Linked DNA regions of Mus musculus: region 2 is linked to region 1. The links are chromatin contacts, called in public HiCAR-type maps. All regions are on one chromosome and are shown on one strand. Each heading gives the region's core, a stretch centred on a gene start, on an enhancer-like site or on the middle of the called end of the contact. The rest is flanking DNA. Distances are from core to core; before and after follow the strand shown.

Region 1 (7,006 bases), core at 1,553-4,052:
GAACAGATTCAGCAAAGGATACTGAGCAGCAGAGTGAAGGTTCTTGGAACCGGATCTGATAGCTAACAAATGGCTGCTCCGCTGGAATTTACAATATTGTTTAACATCTATTTGCTAAGATTTTTATTTAAATTTTACATTCTCCCTACAAAGCTAATGTCTATTCTTACTTAACAATAATAAGTAGAACTGCCAAGGAGACTTCCAACTGAACAAAACAGATGAAACAATATACTTGGCTCCATCCCAAAAGGGCACTCAATTGTTCAAGTGTTCCTAATCTGCAAAGACAAAGAAATCATGACGACAGCTAATGATGAGAGAAAACACCAAATAAGCTAGAATCTGCAGAGGGCAGTGGTTGACACTGAGTAATCTAGCAAACTAGAGGGACTGGAGACCCGAAGTGGCTTCTGAGGAAATACTCAGCAAACAAAAGGAAATCAGAGCGATTTGGGTATACAACATCCAGGGTGTGCCTAAGAGCGGATGCTGCAGTATCTGAGGGCTGATGGGGAAAAATAGGAGGACTGGGTGATGGCCCTTAGAGCCCTGGGGTCTCCTTCCACCTGTGTCTCTACATAGATGCCCCCAAGTTCCAAGGAAGGGAAAGAGGAGGGGAGGGAGGGGAAAGGAAGGAGGGGAGAGAGAGAGACAGAGAGACAGAGAAAGACAGAGACAGAGAGAGACAGAGAAAGACAGAGACAGAGAGAGACAGAGACAGAGAGACAGAGAGAGACAGAGAACCCTTATGCTTCCAAATGCCAGAAGCCCACACACACCAGGAAAAATTCGGGTCAGGGATCAGCCACTGTCGCTGTTGAGGTGGCAAAGTACATGGCAGAAGCACCGGAAGGAAGGATGTATTTTGGCTCATAGTCCATCAGGGAGGGAAAGTCATGGCCTCTGGAGCACGAGGCAGACTGTTACATTGTATCTGCCCTGCGGAAACATAAGAAGGAAGAGTGCGAGGACTCAACCCACTTTCTCCTTTTCACTCTGTCTGGAAGAACAGCTCAGAGCCGGTTGATCGGTACCTTCTAGCTTTAGGATAGGTCTTCCTATTTAATTAATCTAGTCTCAAGCCTGACTGGCAGACTACCCAAAGGATTGCCCTGGTGCTTCTATATCCTGTCAAAATGATCATTGGTAATAACCATCATGGTCTTAGAGGACTAATGGAGATGACATCTGAGGGGTTCCCCATGAAGAGCTCTCTGCCAGTTGTTGATTCTTTCTCTCCCAGGTTTATATGAGCAGAGCAGGGAGCTGTGAACCTAAGAGTGTGTTCGATAAGAATTGCCTATAGAGAACTTAAAACCAGTATTTAAATAGACTAGAATTATGTTACTTTAAGTTAGCTCACATACAGCAGTTCTAAATAATTTTGTGATGGGGCTATCCATTCCCCCAAAGACGAAAGTTCCAAGCAGTTGCTGTTGCCATCATGCCATGATAATAAAGAACATCAAATTCATACATTTTGGTTTTCTAAATGGAAGTTTATTTGGAAAGTTTGTTTCTCGTTACCACAAACTCAGCTAGGGATGGTCTCTTTAAGGGTAAGTTCAAAGGTTCAAACTCCTCCCCTTGGCCTAAGCCAGGTCTGCCTGGACTCCACAATGCCTGTTGTATGACATAATCCTGTGTTTAAATAGCAGGCTCCAAATGTTACCACCATTTGACTCTAATAATACATTTAAAAATAGATAACAACTTTTAAAAATTAGGAAACCTTTGGATTGCTTTTGTCATTTTGTGTCACCACTTGAATGGTTACATTTTCTTAAAAAATTGAAGCCTTGATGCAGAGCACCATGGGGAATAATTCAGCAGTTCTGTTTGTAATTACAAAATTTACTCTATACACAAAATACTTGGCTTAGTTTGAGTGACATTTTAAAAATGAGACGCAACAATGTTACTGTTTCTGAATCTAAAGAAAAATTATTAAAACTTATTTTCATCATTATTTAAGATATTTTTGATTAGTATTTGCATTATAAATGTGTATTGTGAATATTTATGCATATAAGATGATGTAATGTGCTAATGTGTCCCTCTTTTGATGCCTACTGAATTCAATATATATATATATATGTGTGTGTGTGTGTGTGTGTGTGTATGATATACAAAGACTGAAATTAGAATACAAACCAAACTCTATTGAAATTTAGAAACAAACCACAAAGCTTACATTTTAGAAGATATAAACAAAGCTTGACCCACTGATTAGGAACATGGCAAGCACTTAGAACATGTTTTTAGCAAAAAGAAAAGGAATAGCATTGTCTCTTACTTCACGCCCATGAGGTTTCTAAGAACGAGATAAAAGCTGGCATCTCTACCTTCTTTGTGCATCTGTCTCCTTTACCCTGGGTCCCTGATCACCTTTGCACATAGGTAAGTAAACCAATCAGAGAGTCTGTCTGACCGACTCTACCCTTTTAAGGGGAAAGACATAAAAAGAGCAGCAACTAAAGCACGTTCCCCGGGGGCTTTTATAGTGTTCTTTTTCGGGTAACCCAAAATCTGTGTCTAATTCTCCAGTCACTATCTTAAACCTGTGGTCACCTAAGATTCCAGGAACAGCCGAGCTTCTTCGGACAGACCGAATCCCAGATAAGAAAGGTACCCACTGGGAAGAATGTGAGCCTTAGAGAGAAACAACTTCGCCAACTTGAGAAACACCCTTTCCCCACAAGCAATAAGGAGCTCCTAGGACTGCCTAACAGCCAAGACGGAGGCAGCTCTCAGCCAGACCACACCTAGGTCAGGTCACTTAATTATGCAAGCCCTTCCCCCTCCCTGCCTTTGTTCTTCCTCTGTTCAATCTGAAAGCGCCAGTCGGGGCCAGAAAACAGAGTAAGTAGCACCCTTTCCAATTTCTGTTCCCGATGTACACAGTGATTAAATCTCCTTTCTCTGCCTTCAGCCATTCTTCATCTTGACTGACAGATCAGGACAGATGGCCGAGACTCGGTCAGCTATTGCGAACCAGGGTTGGTGCTTTTGCTCCTAAACTTACAGGAATAAGAAAAGTAGGATGATATTTTGAAAAGGTGTTTTTATATCACAAGAAAGAGCACTCAGAATTTAAAATATAAGTGCAAAAAAGTCTAAATGGGATCAAAGACGACAGAATTGAGATAATCTTCAAAATGATAACAAGACATAGCATGGGAAGTAAAATATTCTTAAATTTAGAGCATCCACTCAGAAAATATGACCTCTGAAGTTCCAGAAAAAAAGTAAGCAACTGGAACAACAATCCCAACAGCACATGCTATAGGAAAATTCCCAGAGCTAAAACCAGCGATTTTCCAAGTCAAAATCCCACCGTGTGCTCAGAACACTAAGTGAAAAGCCAGCTACCCACAGAAAGTCAATATGAAGTTTCTGAGTATTAACAATAAAGACAAAATCCCAGACAAAAAAAAATATAGAATACACCAACTGGCAAACATCAGATTTTTTCTGAAATATACTGAAGAATAGAATACGCTGGTGCCAAGCTAGCCATGGTCCAATTTTGAAAACATGCTCCATCTAGAATAGACCACAAAGTTAAATGTATAATAATGGTACAAAAGCATTTTACGGGCAAGTTTTCAAAAACTTTAACTCGTTTGACAGAAATCTCCAGACCAGGCATGCATCACAAAAGAAGATGATAAACAGAGGTAAAAGGGAACAAGCCATACAGAAGTGGAAAATAGTGTTGCAAAAGAATTGCAACAAGAATGCTAGCAATAATAATACTCCCATAGACACCTACCCAGGGTCCTCAGAAGTCCTCAGCCATAGAACAGGGCAGTGAAGTGCTCCAGAGACAGAGTCACTGACGAAGTAAAATGGAACAGATCCTCCGACTGCGTGTCCCATAGGACGTGGAAAGTAATTAGTGCTGGGATGAAATACTGGGCAGATGTTTTTAAAGACAAGGGCAGGTTGAGCTCCAGGAAAGCCAAGAGGCTGTGCCTTAAAGGAAATGTAATCATGATGAGCAGGGAAGGGTCTTAGTATTGCCCTAGTAGTGTAAACATCAGAGTAGATTTAGCAATTAATCACCAGAAGAGGCCGAAATGTCGTGGCATTATTTAAAAATATGGAGCAATATAGGAAGGAATCAAGCTAAAATAAGTTAAGAGTGGATACCTCTGGGGTATATGATTTGGTATGGGAAAGAAAAGAATTGTAATTTTATTTGAAGTCTTCCCTAATATGTGGCCTTTTAAAACTTCATAAACATAGTGCTTTGGGCAACATATTTTAAAGGGAAAAGCAGGAAACAAGAATTGGAAGCTTCAAGTTTTCATATGAATTGAAAATGAATGTATTATTAAAATATAGACAGGAGAGAGGGACATCTGAGGGCCTGAACATGGTACTTTACTAGTTGGCATCTATATGCCAGATCAGATCTCAGGCCACACGCAAGCGTGCTCTGGAGGGATGGGAAGAAGGAATGTTTGTGGGGCATCCAGTGTACACCAGTACTGTCACAGAAGATTAATGGAAAATATTGTGACTGGCCCTTCCCACAATCCAGGGAAATAGAACAAGCTATATTCAAGATAAAGTTGAGTCTCCATATGTTGAACAACTTTCTGAGAAGCATTTGTTTTGACTTCTAGTACAGGAGTCCTAAGAACAGAGTGGGTGCTGTCTGATCATTCATCCTCATACAATTAAGACTCCGCAAGCTCAAGTAACTTGACCTCATTCAACTAGATGGTGGGAGAGCCATGCTGCGGCCATGGCTTCTATAGAACTCTCCAGCGTGAGCATCTGCAGAGTAGAAACCACATTTGGACTCTTAGCACTCACCATACCTTGTGTAACACGTAGGAAATGCTCGCTCAGAGTCTATCAATTGAAGTGATTGAGATGCTAAAATTTTCTTGGCTCCTCAACTGGCAGAAAATCAAGTTCCTCAATACATCATCACAATGCGTGCTATGCAGGGGACCTGCGTGAGGCGTGGCTAGATGTGGCTTCTCCAGAGAAATGGCCCAGAAGAATTGTGATGATGTGAATACACAGTGTCCTCCATGAATGCATGTGTTGAGTGCATGGCCTTTGGTTGGTGGAGCTATCAGGGAGATTGTGGACACTGCAGGCAGTGGGGTTTCACTAGAGGGGATGGCTGGCTGAGTGTATGCCTTTGAAGAATATACATCGCCCTTCCCTTCTTTCTGCTTCCTGACAGCCATAAGGTGAGTAGCACCTATCAAGCCTTTCCACTGTTGTGATGTTTCTTTCATCTGAGGCCCAGAATTGCAGGGCCAAGAGACCATAAGATGAAACCACAGAAACCACGAGCCAAAATAGGTTATTATGCCCTTGAGTTGTTTCTGTCAGATATTTTATCACACCAAGGCAAGAATAAGAGACACTGGTCCCTCCTATAAAAACAAGAGGGGGCTACACCAGTCACCTTCATGCAACCTAAAGGGCCAGTTTGTAGCTTCAGGCCTTCACAGTGAAATGAAACATCCTTTAAATAGCAGAACAGTAGCAATTTTTATCTCAAATAAAACAAAACAGAGCCGGGCATGGTGGCACACGCCTTTAATCCCAGCACTTGGGAGGCAGAGGCAGGTGGATCTCTGAGTTTGAGGCCAGCCTGGTCTACAAAGTGAGTTCCAGTACAGCCAAGGCTACACAGAGAAACCCTGTCTCGATAAAACCAAAAACCAAAAACAAAACAAAACAAAATAGAAAAATTAGATCTTCCATGTCAAAAAAAAAAAAAAAGGAAAGAAGGAAGGAAGGAAGGAAGGAAGGGAGGGAGGGAGGGAGGGAGGGAGGGAGGGAGGGAGGGAGGGAAGAGAGAGAGAGGAAGGAAGGAAGGAAGAAAGAAAGAAAGAAAGAAAGAAAGAAAGAAAGAAAGAAAGAAGGGAGGGAGAGAGAGAGAGAAAGAGAGAAAGAGGAAAAGAGAGAAAGAGAGAGAGAGAGAGAGAGAGAGAGAGAGAGAAAGAGAGAAAGAAAGAAAGAAAGAAAGAAAGAAAGAAAGAAAGAAAGAAAGAAAGAAAGAAAGAAGGAAGGAAGGAAGGAAGGAAGGAAGGAAGGAAGGAAGGAAAGAAAGAAAGAAAGAAAGAAAGAAAGAAAGAAAGAAAGAAAGAAAGAAAGAAAGAAAGAAAGTAAGTCAGTCAGTCTATGGAGCCCACAGACCTTTTGAAAATGTCATTAACAAACTGTAAAATCAAGGAGATAAAAATCCGACATGACATCTCAAGGGAAATAACAGTGTCCCCAGCACAGGCTCCCTCAGTCAGTCACCGAGAAACCAGTTTCCATTCACAAGTCCAGGAAACAGGAGGGCCAGAACTGATTCCTGTCTCCTGCTGGCAATGGCTTTCAGGGTAAGGATGATCCACGAAATGAAAGAGTGGAACTGGACCAAATGAAAATAAAGAGGACAAATTTGGACAGCTTGCACCCTGAGACGAGGTCCTGAGGACCCAGGGAGACCTTCACAGGATTTTAGGGAAGTAGACTCATGCACCCAGCTTCCCTTGGCTGGTTCCATAACTCTACTCAGAGGCCAGAAAAACTGATCTATCCCTGAGGTTTCTACAGCAATAGACTTAAAACTTCCGATAGGGAAAGGCCTTGTAAGGCTAAAGTGTTGTGGAGCACTCAGGACAAGGTAGGACAGAAAATATTATCCATACTGTCATGGTAATGTTACCAAGATTTGTGCCTGCTGGTGATCAGGAAAATTCAAAGATCTTTACTACCCACAGAGTTGCTTTACAGGACTAGACAGGAAGTGAAGCCACATCAAGAGAAATGTGTCAGGTCCTAACTAGGATCATGGTGGTAAGCCCTGGGAATATGAACCCCGGCACAAAGTGAGCATGTGTGTGCCAAGAAGCTGCAACCCTAGGGTGCAGGAAACTTAGATCTCCAGCCTGTGTGCTTCAGTTGCTCCTTCCAGAGATGCTAACACGAGAAACACCCATTCCAAATGCAACTGCTGCTTTTGAAATTTCCATTT
Region 2 (6,901 bases), core at 2,585-5,084, 290 kb after region 1:
CTTAGGAGGCCCAGTTTTTTGGCCTGCTTATGAAAAGACTCCTGAGTTGCTAAAAGGCAGAGGTCCCAGGGAGGACACTGTGGTGGAATGCTGCTTAGGTATGGGGTGGTTTGAATGGCCTTGGCAGGTCCATAAGTTTGAATGCTTGTTCCCTAGTTAATGGAACTATCTGGGAAGGATTGGGAGGTATGGCATTGGTGGAGGAGGAGTGGCCTTGTTGAAGGAGGTGTGCCAGTGGAAGAGGGCTTTGAGATTTCAGAAGCCCACTCCCAGCCCCTGCTTCTCTCCCTCCCTTTCTCTCTTTCTTCTGCCTGCTGTCTCTGGATCAACTTAAGCTCTCAGCTTCTGCTCCAGTGCCATGCCTGTCTGCTACCCAGCTCCCAACCCTCAGAAACAATAAGCAAGGCTCCCAATTAAATGTTTTCTTGTATATGTCTTGGTCATACTGTCTCCTCACAGCAATAGAACAATGACTAAGACAAAGTTGGAGATATATTAGAAGAGTTCTTAACACTGCAGATGACAGAGAGACAGCAGCATGAGGAGATATCAGGCATGTGTAGTGGAGTGAAGGTCTTTGGAATGTTTTCACAGTAATTGGGTGGGAGAGAGAGAGTGAAAGTTTCCTTTTTAGGGCCATAGCTAGACAGTTGCCTGGAGCCATCAGTGAGCACTTAGTTAAAGAATGTTAGGCAAACATCTTTCCTGGTCTTTGTTAGGATCTAAGCAACGGACGCCATAAAGTCATACCATTGTACAGATCTCACATGGGACATTTATGGAGGGAGGTGGTGTTCAGAGGCTTTCTCTGGGTGAGGGTGGAGGGGAGAAGAAAGCAGGGAGAGGAGAGACTGGCCTTTTATAAGGGTTGTAATGCAAGCACAGGGTATGTAACCGTGGCAACAGTGGGAATGAGCTCATCTTAGCAGCTATTGATGATGTCTGCTGTCACTGTATGCCTGGGGGCAGGCAGTGGAGATACCTGATTCCTCCCCTTTGTATATTATAAAAGAGGGGACGTTGAAAGGGATGATTTCGAGGCAGGGATGAGGGTTGTGTGCTCTCTAGACTACTTCTTGCTGTCTAGGTGTGGTCATTTTCTAGAAACTTCAATGTTACCATCAGAGAACAAGAGTTTCAGGCTCTGTGGCTTGTGGTTGGTAGATCTGTAACAATAACTGATTAATTTCTGATTAGAGATTTTCTTTGAACTTGTGGTTGGAGAAATGCAGAGAAAAATTTGCCAAAGCAGGATATGATTAATAAATGAAGGAAAATGACAAAGAGGGGAGTCTGGAAGGGCAATCCCACTTCCACATGGGGTTCCAAATGCCTAGGGGACAGAGGCATTGGGTTGCTCCTAATGATATTTTGGAGGTCTGTTTGAAGTTGTTTGATTTTGTTTTGTACTATTCCCACTTGGTTGACATAGAAGCAGCATTCCTCTTGGAGGAAGGGGCAAAGGTCACCTTTTTAAGCTGTAAGAAAAATTTGGTCTCCATAAATTTTGGAGTACCACTGCAGGCAGGGAGTCAATCTGTCCTTGAAGAGTGAGTGTGGTTTGGGTCTCCTACTGGAGATCCTGGGTGAACCAGGAAGAAAACTAATGATACAAAGTCAAGGAAGTGGCCCTTCCCATTGTTCCAGGGACGACACCTGCAGCTATTCCTGTGACAACCAGGAGGGGCAAGATTTGAACTGCCCTTTTATAATGCCAGGCAGCTATTGCGTCCACAACTGGAATCAGTAGGGATTCTTTCTATGTATCATTCCCAACGTGGGGAAGAGAAATACTAGCATGCAAACTCCTTACCAGCTAGAGGGTAGACAATGGTAGACCTGAGTACCACAAAGAATGGAGGTCTGTGGACTGTAGGGCACTGGGGCTGAGATGAGGTATTAAGGATTATCGCTTTGTTGTTGTCTGGGGGATTTAATGCCCCTACAGAATGAGTCCAAATGCCTTAGAACAGATTGCCAAAGAAGGTAATAAGAAAAAGGGTTGGAGTCATGGCACCACCAGGCTCAGGGAAGCTGGTGAGTGGTGAGGTGGGATTATTTGATAGGGTCATAGGAGAGGCTGTAAGTGGTACATGTGAGCTACTTCTGGGTGGTCTATTCTCTCTGGATATTAATTGTGCTTACTGGGAGCCTGGGGTTGAAGAGACATAGCAGTTGCCAGAAGTGACCATTTCCCTCCTGGAATTTCATGAGTCCTGTATATACAAGTAGAGGGTCTTATCTCAGATAGAAGAGGGAATCAGGAGGAGATTTTAAGTATGGTGAATGGTATTGACAAGACCAGTATGGGAAGCCTCCATATCTGTCTGGCCATTTTTTACAATTACTTTCTGTCTGGTCAAAGAGTAAGCAGACAAAAAGGACAGTTATTCCTAGAAACTATAAAAATTTCCTCTTTAACAGAGGGGACTGTGAAAGGCTGGATAAATGTTTTCTATCCAAAGTAACAGCTTTGTGGATTGGAGTAATTGTTAGTCTCAAGTAGGTGACCTGAGGGATGGAAAATTGGATCTTAGATAGTGAGACTCTGTAGCCACAGCTGGACGAGAGCCTAAGTGTCAGTTTGGCTAATTTGTAGGGATGGACTGCAGATGATAATGCCATCTACATACTGTATGAGCTTGGATTGGGAAGAGATAAAGAAAAATGTATGACAGGGTAGAGGGAGACCACTGTAGAACTGATGAGCTGAAGATCTTGAAATAGGCAGTAGGTTATTGGGCTTCTTAAATGCAAGTGTAGGGGTGTTATAGGGCAAAGATGTGGGGGCAAAGTTGTTTTTCACAGGAAGTCAGACATAATATCCTTAAGTTCCTTGAGACTCTAGAGACAGAGCGTGTGTAGTTGGGGGTGGGGGTGGGGAGGGATGGTACTGAGCTCGGGTGATGTACCGGTAGAGTCTTGTAATCAGATGACAATAAAGGAATGATGTTTAGCAACTGGGGTTTTTGATTTGCCAGATAATGAGGGAGGGATCCATCTGGGATGCTGGAAAAGCTTTATGTGTTGAACCAGTAGGTTGGGTGGTTGGGTAAGAAAAGGAGAAGGGCTGCTGGCAAGCTTGAGCTCGAGAGAATGGTGGGGCGGGCGGGGGGGGGGGGCAAAGGAAATAGAGACTCCCACTTTGGCTAGAGGATCCCTTCCCAATAAGGGAATAGGACAGGTTGTCACCACCAGCTAGATGGTTCCCAGCTAAACAGAGAAAGTACGCACAGAAAGCTCTCAGTTTAGAACACCATCCATCCCCTGAGGCAGTAGGCAAAGGGTTGCTCCTCGATTGAGGTTGCTTTGGCTTTCTGCAGTCTTCTTATCACCTGGATTTCTCCAAAATGGCTGAATTGCTTGAGAGCTATTTCTTCAAAGCCATGAACAAAATCAGAGTCAGTTAATTGCTGCAGACTAACCCCTTCTGGGTCTCCTATCTGCGTGGAACGGGTTCTGATTGTAGGTGGGCAAAGGAGTCAGTGAGATGGAGGGGTAACAAACAGGCTTGACACAAGGGAGTGTGGATCTGAATGTAATTTGTCAAATCGAGCATCAAACTTTTTATACAGAAGAAAATAGGGAAGTTAGGTGACACACTGGCAAGGTACAATGAGGTTACAGGATTCTTACATAAAACAAAGACATGCAAACACGGAAGGACTGACGGGAACCAACTGGGAGAAAATTCAATGTTAACAGCTGGGATCAAAAAACAGCCCCACCTAAGGTCAGCTTAATCTTAGAAGCCAGGGGCAAGGGCTTTGTGCCCTTGCCATAGTTCCTATTCTAGTCTATTGAATAGTCCACCTCCCCCCCTAGGCCATTGTAAATTCTTGTGTATGGGTGTAACTCAGCTATCTATAGTTCTAAGAATCTATTCTGGCTCCTCCTTAGACCACAACCTTCCTTCTTCCTAGGTAATGGTAAATTCATGTGTAGGGCAGTGACTTAGCTATCCATGCCCAGGGTCAGCTCAAGGACTGACTGCCTAGAACTGGTGAAGAATCTAACTTAGCTATATGTCAAAAATTCAATCCTTAGAAGCACTTATAATAAAGCAATATTAAGGGAAAGCACACGGATCATTTACCAACTAAAGCAAGGACATTGGAGCATTCATTATACAGGATGCCACGGTTCTAGGAGACTAAGTTTCCATGAACTTTTCACCTCAGGACAGCGCCCAGGTTTTTTGGGGCCTGTCACTACTGGAGTGGATGTAGCAGCTAATAAGACAGAATCTCACATAGCATAGCCATGGGGTGACAACCTATCACCTTTATGATATTCTGTTGGCTAAAGGCCAATTATAGTCACTGCCACTATCAAGGGGAAGGAACTTTACAGGGATTCAAACCAGGAATCAGGAGTCATGGAGGCCACTGAAGCCACACTCAACACCCCATAATGATTCCAAGGAGCCAGTTGAACTGAGGGGAGATTCTGGGCTATAGTCCCACCTAACCAGAGTCATGTGATATGTCCTTACCACAGTTCTCCTGTATTTCCTGAGAGATGAAATTTCTGGTAAGAAGTATTAATGACTGTGATGATTTGTATATCCTTGGACCAGGGAGTGGCACCATTTGAAGGTGTGGCCTTGTTGGAATAGGTGTGACCTGGTTGGAATGGGTGTGTCACTGTGGGTGTGGGTATAAGATCCTCACCCTAGTTGCCTGGAAGTCAGTCTTCCACTAGCAGCCTTTGGATGACAGCCTGGATACTGCCATGTCCCCACCTTGATGATAATGGACCGAACCTCTGAACCTGTAAGCCAGCCCCAATTAAATGTTGTTTTTTTATAAGACTTGCCTTGGTCATGGTGTCTGTTCACAGCAGTAAAACCCTAACTAAGACAATGACCTCTACAAATAAACAAAAAGTGTGCATATTAGGTGGCAGTGTGAGGAGCGGGTGTGGCAGCAGTCCCAAGATGGCACCCGGGACTGCAGCCAAGTCTTATGACTTGCACCTGACTTCCTCATACACCTGAAAATAAGCCATTGTGAGAACTGCACAGGTGCACCATGATGCAAGATCGGACCATATGACAAGTGATGATTCTGGCCAATGGACTGCTGTTACGTGGACTGGGCTGATGGGGCGTGGTTGAGGGCTTATATAAGGGATTGCGATTGGGGGCAGAGGAAGGACTTTTCCTGGAGAGAGATTCCTAGAGTTTTTTTCCTGGAGAGAGATTCCTGCATGCATGTTGAAAGGTTACTGAATAAACTGCTTTGAGAAGAACGCTGTGTCGTTGCTCTTTTCTGCTGGTCAGAGACAGAAGCGACAAGTAAGTACCACGGAGAAATCAGTGGTGCCGGGGGAAAGGAGGGCCAGCATTTCATGTGTGTATGGGAGGAGTGTAGTCACAGAGCCTATTGGAAACCCATCCACGTTCCCAGTGGAGTTTTCCTCTAGGGTGTTTACTCAGTAATCTCTGCTTATGTCACTATGCCTCCTGCAATCTAGCTATTTGACTCATATGGCCCTCTGGGGTGGATGCAACAGGGCCGTTCTAATTTGCTTTCCATTGCTGCAATAAAATACTAACCAAAAGCAACTTGGGGAGAAAAGAGTTTATTACATCTTTCAATTCAGATCACAGCTCATCACTGAAGGAAGTCACGGCAGAAACAGAGATGATACTTCCTGGTTTGCTTCCCATGGATTGCTCAACTGCTTTTTGTTTGTTTGTTTGTTTGTTTGTTTTATATCATCCAGGACCTTCCCAGGCACCAACCACAGTAGACTGAGCCTTCCCACATCAATCATTAATCAAGAAAATGGCCTGCAGACTCACCTACAGACAATCTGATGGAGGAAGCTCAGTTAAGATTCTCTCCCCCTTCCCAGATGACTTTAGCATGTGTCAAATTAACAACAATAACAACAACAACACCCAACCAATCAACCAACCAAAAAACTAGAAACAAAACTACCAAAACAAACAAACCAAACAAACAAGAAAAACCTAAAACAAAACACCTGACCAGTGAGGGGCAATGATTACTCATATATGTGCTTCAACCTAGAAGTTACAGATGTGACTTCTGCTCAAATTCATTGTCTAAAGCAATAATATGCAAGAAAGTAGCATCTCTATATGGCCACAATCAGGAAAGTCCTCTAATAAAGTCATAGGTAGCAATCAGGATACAGAAAATGTCACACAGAAACCTAGGAAATGAGTGTGTCAGACAAGACAGAACTCACAAAGACTTGTGGGTCACAGCATCCTTAGTGTATAGAAGAGAGGGCAAGGAGGCAGGATGGCCAACAGTGGGAATTAGAGAGGAGGAAGAGAAAAGGGTGATGCCCTTGGGGGCTATGGCACTTCAGTGTGATTGGAAAGATACAACTTGGTATTGAGACAGAAGTGTGAGCTGGTTCCACATTCAGGAAGGGACATTCATTCATAGCTGCTCTTGTGCTCTTCTTCACTTTGGGTTTTTGAGGAATCGTCATGCTCTGCAGGCCAAGCTGTCCTGAAACTCACTGTGTAGACAAGCAATTCTCTGAGCTCTGTCTCTCAACCCTGGATTTCAGGTGTGAAACACTACTGTCTTCATAGATGTTCTCTGGACTATTCCAATAGCCCATCTTTGGCATTAAAGCTTCTTTACTCTGTGGTTGAAACGTTGTTGGGTGTATCAGTTACTATTTTCATTGTCAGGTCAAAAAATATTTGAAAGAAATAACTTAGAGGAGTGAAGTTGATTTTGGTTCATGATCCATCATGATGAAGGAAGCATGGTAGAATGGCTTGGTCCAGAGCTGGGCGTGGTGGCACATGCCTTTAATCCCAGCACTTGGGAAGCAGAGGCAGGCGGATTTCTGAGTTCGAGGCCAGCCTGGTCTACAAAGTGAGTTCCAGGACAGCCAAAGATACACA

The links. HiCAR-type assays count read pairs that join an accessible place to other places.
Region 2: a contact with region 1 is called in a HiCAR-type map of embryonic stem cells, with 4 times the contacts expected there. The contact joins two enhancer-like sites. A contact is called at or near these places in 1 of 484 Hi-C or Micro-C datasets (embryonic stem cells), 1 of 115 datasets of contacts at active chromatin or transcription factors (embryonic stem cells) and 1 of 9 other capture datasets (embryonic stem cells).

The regions. Positions count from the first base shown.
Region 1 is chr3:83,586,484-83,593,489 of GRCm38.p6, forward strand. No RefSeq gene overlaps it. Among named protein-coding and RNA genes, the nearest start is that of Gm40076, 11 kb to the right of the region's middle. Within about 2 kb of position 2,803, at least 11 of the 459 cell types and tissues checked have an H3K27ac peak or open chromatin away from gene starts, as enhancers often do. A contact at or near this core is called in embryonic stem cells, where this site is marked.
Region 2 is chr3:83,875,662-83,882,562 of GRCm38.p6, forward strand. No RefSeq gene overlaps it. Among named protein-coding and RNA genes, the nearest start is that of Tlr2, 38 kb to the left of the region's middle. Within about 2 kb of position 3,835, at least 7 of the 459 cell types and tissues checked have an H3K27ac peak or open chromatin away from gene starts, as enhancers often do. A contact at or near this core is called in embryonic stem cells, where this site is marked.